Linked DNA regions of Zea mays: region 1 is linked to region 2. Evidence: chromatin contacts called from public Hi-C data. All regions are on one chromosome and are shown on one strand. The core of a region is the stretch at or near the end of the contact, and the rest is flanking DNA. Distances in the headings are between cores, read along the strand shown.

What was found. Hi-C and Micro-C count contacts between places; a contact is called where the count stands out from the background.
Region 1: a contact with region 2 is called in a Hi-C map of ear, with 1.8 times the contacts expected there. The contact joins the enhancer-like site here to the promoter of LOC100382704 in region 2. A contact is called at or near these places in 8 of 25 Hi-C or Micro-C datasets (bundle sheath, ear, leaf and 3 more).

Annotation. Positions count from the first base shown.
Region 1 is chr7:76,199,866-76,202,780 of Zm-B73-REFERENCE-NAM-5.0, reverse strand. LOC100501309 reads left to right here. Exons shown (of 25, transcript NM_001196061.2): 25 at 766-1,072. Among protein-coding and RNA genes, the nearest start is that of LOC100501309, 46 kb to the left of the region's middle. Within about 2 kb of position 1,555, at least 8 of the 20 cell types and tissues checked have an H3K27ac peak or open chromatin away from gene starts, as enhancers often do. A contact at or near this core is called in ear, where this site is marked.
Region 2 is chr7:75,990,284-75,992,983 of Zm-B73-REFERENCE-NAM-5.0, reverse strand. It overlaps LOC100382704, which reads left to right and starts at 1,371. Exons shown (of 23, transcript NM_001361678.1): 1 at 1,371-1,585. The coding sequence starts at 1,576.

The DNA of each region.
Region 1 (2,915 bases), core at 306-2,805, 210 kb before region 2:
AGTGTCTGAGCAAGTGCAGGGCATCGCAAGGCAAGGCCTTAATTCGTTAATCATCCTAGGAGCTTGGACCATTTGGAACCACAGAAGAAACAATTGTGTTTTCGATTAGACAAACCCCAACATGGAGACAGCCATCAGAAAAGCTGAGGAAGGTGTCATGTGGGAGATGGCGGGGGACAGGATTTTTTCCCTCATGGTGCCTATTCCAGGTCTGCTGTAGAGGGTTCTTAATCTAGTTCAATGGATAGAGATGCTTTCTTGTACTCTCGTATTTGGCCATCATGAAGGGGCTGTTTTGTTCTCTGTACTGGTCTTCTTTGGACTGACTTTTATTCATTCTTAATATAATGATGGACAGTTCTCCTACGCGTTCGAGAAAAAAAAGATTTGTTTCTGTAACTTCTTTGTGCAGCAAGCTTATACGGATATATATATGAAAGACATTCATGGGCGTGAGGTGTTCCTTAATTCTCCACAATTTTCATTTGAACTCAGGGTATACGTATGAATCGGGATGTGGGCTCTAAAGAAATGAACACGATGATAAATACAAACTTAGCGTTTGACCATGGCAATTGGTGAAAAAAGAGTGGTAATCCATTATTTCTACCTTTTGGACTTCGTTTCTTTAGTGAAAACTATACAGATTGGTGTATATTGTAAGCCTAGTTTTTGTTTGTTTATTGAAGTGTTTATGATGAGATTTTTAGCTGTTTTTTCCTTCTGTAGTTGTGCCATTAATGTCAATATACTTTTTTTTGGCAGGTACATCATATTGGTTGGGATATGACATGCTTGTGTGATATGCTTGCCAGTGCCTAAAGGCAAATTCTAAAAAATGGTTGAGTTTCATTCTTGAATCCTGATAATTCTTCTCATTATTTGAGTGGAAGACGAATCTAATTGTATAGGTACCCAATATAGGATCGGCAATCCAATTTGGGGACATAAGTTGAATCAATTGTCGTGTACCATTGAAATGTTAGTTGTTACACATATTTCGGCCATTTATCTTGTTGAACCTACCCTATTTTCAACCGTTGGAGCTGGGAATCGGAGGGGTGGTTTGGTTAAATGATTTGAGATGGCCTGCCATGTGTAATGTAATCGAAGTACATGGTTGCACTTTTCGGTGTTGCCCATATATTATCCATAACAATATGTAGTTTCAGCTGTTCTGCATTTACGAAAATGCATTGGAAGAGAAACGTCCACTTCAACTGAATGTATTCTACGAAATCTTTATTTATGGGTATCCGTCTGTTGTGCATTCTAACCTTTGTGAATATAGAGCGTGTATCTTATACTCCTTAAGTTTCAATTTACAATTTGTTTGACTTGACTGACTCGTCTTATTTTTTTATAATAATTATTAATTTTTATCGTGATATAGTTTAGCATATAATATATTTAAAGTATGGTTTTATTTTTTTAACTTTTTAAATAAGACGAGCCAATATTAATAAAAAAGACAAACACGGAGACAGTACTGTACTGTCTGGACCTTAATTAGCGCTTGGTGAGCTACCCCATTCTTTGTTGAAACCTCTACCGCCACCTGTCGTTGCTGCCTGTGCCGCCCACTGCAATGCCATCCGTCGCCGTCCCCTAATCCACAGCACATCTTGATGCGTCGTTGCTGCTGATCTTGCCACCATCACTGGTTAGCGATGGCATTCACCCTTGCAGTGCCTGTTCGGTTAGCATGGATTTAATTCATAGGTGGAATTAAGGCATGTTTGGTTTGCTGCCTAACTTTTCATATTTTGTCTAACTTTTTTTGTCTAAGGTTAGTTCTTTAATTCGAACGATTAGCCTTAGTTAAAATGTGACACAATTATCCACGAACCAGGCCCTTAATCTACAAGATGATTCAATGGATCACCACTGGCACTCTTTCCCTGGATAGTTTAATTCCTTATTCAACAGTTTCCAGTCTCTGTTTTTTTGTTCGGTTAGCTCCAACCACCAAAATAGAGAATACTGGATGTTTTTCAGCCTATGGGCCCCCCTGTAGCAGCTGCGTGTTGCAAAGCAACTTGTATAATACAATTCAACAAGTTCATGCTTCAAATAACTCATATGCCGTGCAAAGCAAATTGGATGTTTTTCGGCCCTCGTAATTAAATGGAAATCAAGTTTTCCAACCTGTCAAGCACTATATGATTAATTGAAACCTTCAGTTTTGCATGGGTGCCAATCTAGCCAATAGAAGTGCTATTGCTTATGCAGTTTGCACATGATTTAAATAGATGAAAACAAATAACAAAGCAGAGTTAGTGCTTGCAGTTAGTTTGTCCCAGTCCAATACTTGCTTTGCACTTTTCCTCCCAGCAAACTAGTACCGACTTTTACATGTCCTCATCATAACCAGTATTAACCAAGAATCAAAATACAGACATCAATCACAGCTCACAGTTCCAGGCTATGGTTACAATCTAGCACCAAGTTGATCAAGGCTTCTAAGTTTAGAACTTTATATAATAATAGCAGAAGTGCCTCGAAGATGTAAAGCCTGCAAATATAAGGGGGGACAATGATCAGATTTTCCACCAACAGAACTCATTAGCGTCAATCATATAAAGGAACCAAGTTATGCTGACATAAAATTATTTTGAATAATACCAGTAATCATTAAAAGAACCAAATTATGCCGACAAAAACTGTTAACATAAAGACCAAGAAACTATACAGAATTTTTGTGAAACTTCAGTTCGATAAATTTAAGAAATCGTACATAATCTCATGCAGTCACGCCTCTTCTGGTAAAGGATTGCAACAACGAAGTCATTGTGACTTGTGTCCAGATAAACATATACATATATGTCAGGGAAACAAAAATTTGTACTAACACTTTAGACATATTAGCTAATAGGAAGTCTAGTTTGGCTCCGTCATAAGATGGATAATACACA
Region 2 (2,700 bases), core at 122-2,621:
CGATCGAGAGAGACATCATTGATCACTTAGCCATCCACCCCGCTCTCTACGTTTTCCAGCACTAGAGAGCTCCCTTGTAACCCATCGCATAAAGCATTCCAACCAGGACGTAGGGTGTTACACATCTCAAAGCGGCCCGAACCTGTACATCGTTGTCTACTATTTCTCGTGCGCCCGACACGAACCATCGAGCTACAGTCGATAACACCGTCCTACTCCTAAAAAGCACCTTGGGGGTAACCCTGGGTGCGCGGTTAGACCCGAAACGCCGACACAGTGCGCCCGTGCCGAGCGGCGCGCTGTGCTCACCATCCCTTCTACAAGAAGCTTCCCCTGTACGCTGAGGATACAGAGATCTCGGGCGTTGGGGCACGAGAAGTTGGCCCCAGCAGCAAGCATTTGTAGCTCCAAGCGCTATATTCTTTATGTCCCTAGGCCCACATGTCGGGGTCCAGTACCTTTGTACATGTCCCCCTTCAACTATAAAAGGGGAGTCATGCGATATTACAAGGCAGACCCAATCTTAGGCTCACAAGCTCATTCAAGCTCACAAGCAATACATCACACAGTGGAGTAGGGTGTTACGCTCCGGCGGCCCGAACCACTCTAAACCCTCGTGTGTTCTTGTGTTCTTCCCGCTTTTCCAACTAACAAGCAAAACGCCTAGGCCCCTCCTCATCTTAGGATTTAGGGCGGATGCACTCTGCCACCCGGCCGGGGATTTGCTCTCCGACAATAGTGAAATATAATAAAAAGTACAAATAGAGAGAAAAATATAATTAGTTGTAGATGGCCTAAACTGTTAAGTCTATATTTATCAGTACTTAGAGCAACTCCAAAATGATGTTAAAAATTTTACCCCCAAAACTGATTATTAAGAGTAGGCTAAAAAGTTTTAAGATTGAATCATGATGGGTACTCCAACAATTTCTCTAAATGTGACATGTGGCGCGATCTCTACAGTCGTCGGGAGGTTATAGATGATTCGATACGTTGAGGAATGGATTGAGCAGGATGGAACACATAAAAATATGAGGGATATGAGGCTGTGAATGCGGGACACAAAACTTTTGGGAAAGAATGAGGGAGCTGTTAAGGTAAAAAAACCACTATTCTTAACTAATATATATTTTGGGTTAATTTACATGTTTTTTGAGTTGCTCTTACTATTTTGAACTCTATTATACAAATAATACAATCTCTAGTATAAATAATATTCTGTAAAAAAACCACTATTGTTAACTAATATCTATTTTGGGTTAATTTACATGTTTTTTGAGTTGCTCTTACTATTTTGAACTCTATTATACAAATAATACAATCTCTAGTATAAATAATATTCTGTAAGACCACTTAGAACACCACTTACACGAACTGCTGGACCGGAGATGGCCTAAACATAGGGTTTAGACCGTTGCCGTCCCTACTCCCGCCTAGCCGACCCCACTCGTCCCAGTCCCAGTCCCAGTCCGCCGCCTGGTTCCTTCTTGCTCTTCCCTCCACTCTCTACAGACGCAGATTGACAAGGAAGAGAGAGAGAGGCCGAGGGGAGGAGGCGTCGTCGTCTTCTTCTGAATGCCTGAACGTGAGTTGGAATCCGCTCGTATCTTCCTTGTGGCTCGCAATGACCGAATCTAGTGCGGGGAAACCTTTTGCTTGTGGGGTTTTGTGGGGTGCGGGGTTTGTGTCTTTCTGTTTGATTCTATGCAATGTGGGTTTGTCGTGTTGGCGGAATGTTCGTAGATTCGGGGTATTTGACTGGTAGCTGGGGCCTGGGTGGTCTTCGAGGCGCGCAGAGCCCTGTTCGTGGTGAATTCCATTTACTGGCTGATGCAGTAATAATTTATCGGGGGTGCCGGGGGGGGGGGGGGGGGGGGGGGTGGGGTGCGTTTCCATGCGTGCGCCGCATCGATTTGTTTGTGTGTTTTCGTATGTGTCTCATTCGATTCGATTAGCGGCGTGGCATTAGCCCTTCGAGTTCTGATTGCGAGTTTTGAGTTTGCTCTTGCGACCAGTGGTTTCGTATCTCCTTTCGTTCCAATCGACGAACTAAATCACTTCGTTTCTGCATTCCGGTGGTTGTAATCATGGAGATCTTTTTAGATTTCTTCAGTTCGTTTGCCGCATGCTTATTAGCATGGACGCGGCAATAGCTTCGTGTTCTACCTGTGCGGGTGTGTTTTCAATTTCTGGAAATCACTTGGTTGGTTCAATTAGATTTTTTTTGCTTGCAAAGGATTTTGGGTTCCAGTTCTTTGGCGGATGAAACACTGCTGTCATTTTTTCGCCTGACTGTGCGGGGTTGGAATTAGAGGTCGTTTAGTACGGGTGCTCGTTTTTGCTCTATAATTTCTCTACCCTGTCACTCTGGGATTCTGTTTCTGTTTCTGCGTTGATCATGACCTCCAATTGCAATGATTGAATGGTTCGCTTCGTCTGTGTTTGGAAATCAGTGTAACATTCGGCTCCTGCTTCCATTGTTTCTGTTTCCGAAATTATAGTTCTGACTTCTGAGATATATGACACGAGGAAGTCACTCTCGCATATATCTGGCCACTGAGGATAGTGTTAAGTGTTATGTCAAGTACTTGTTTCTATTTGAGCTAGGTTTACATTCTGATTAGTGGTGTTTTTAAAATTTTCCTCTGCACCTTGTTAGTTTTTTTTTTGAGGAATTCACTCCATTCCAAATTTTAAGAC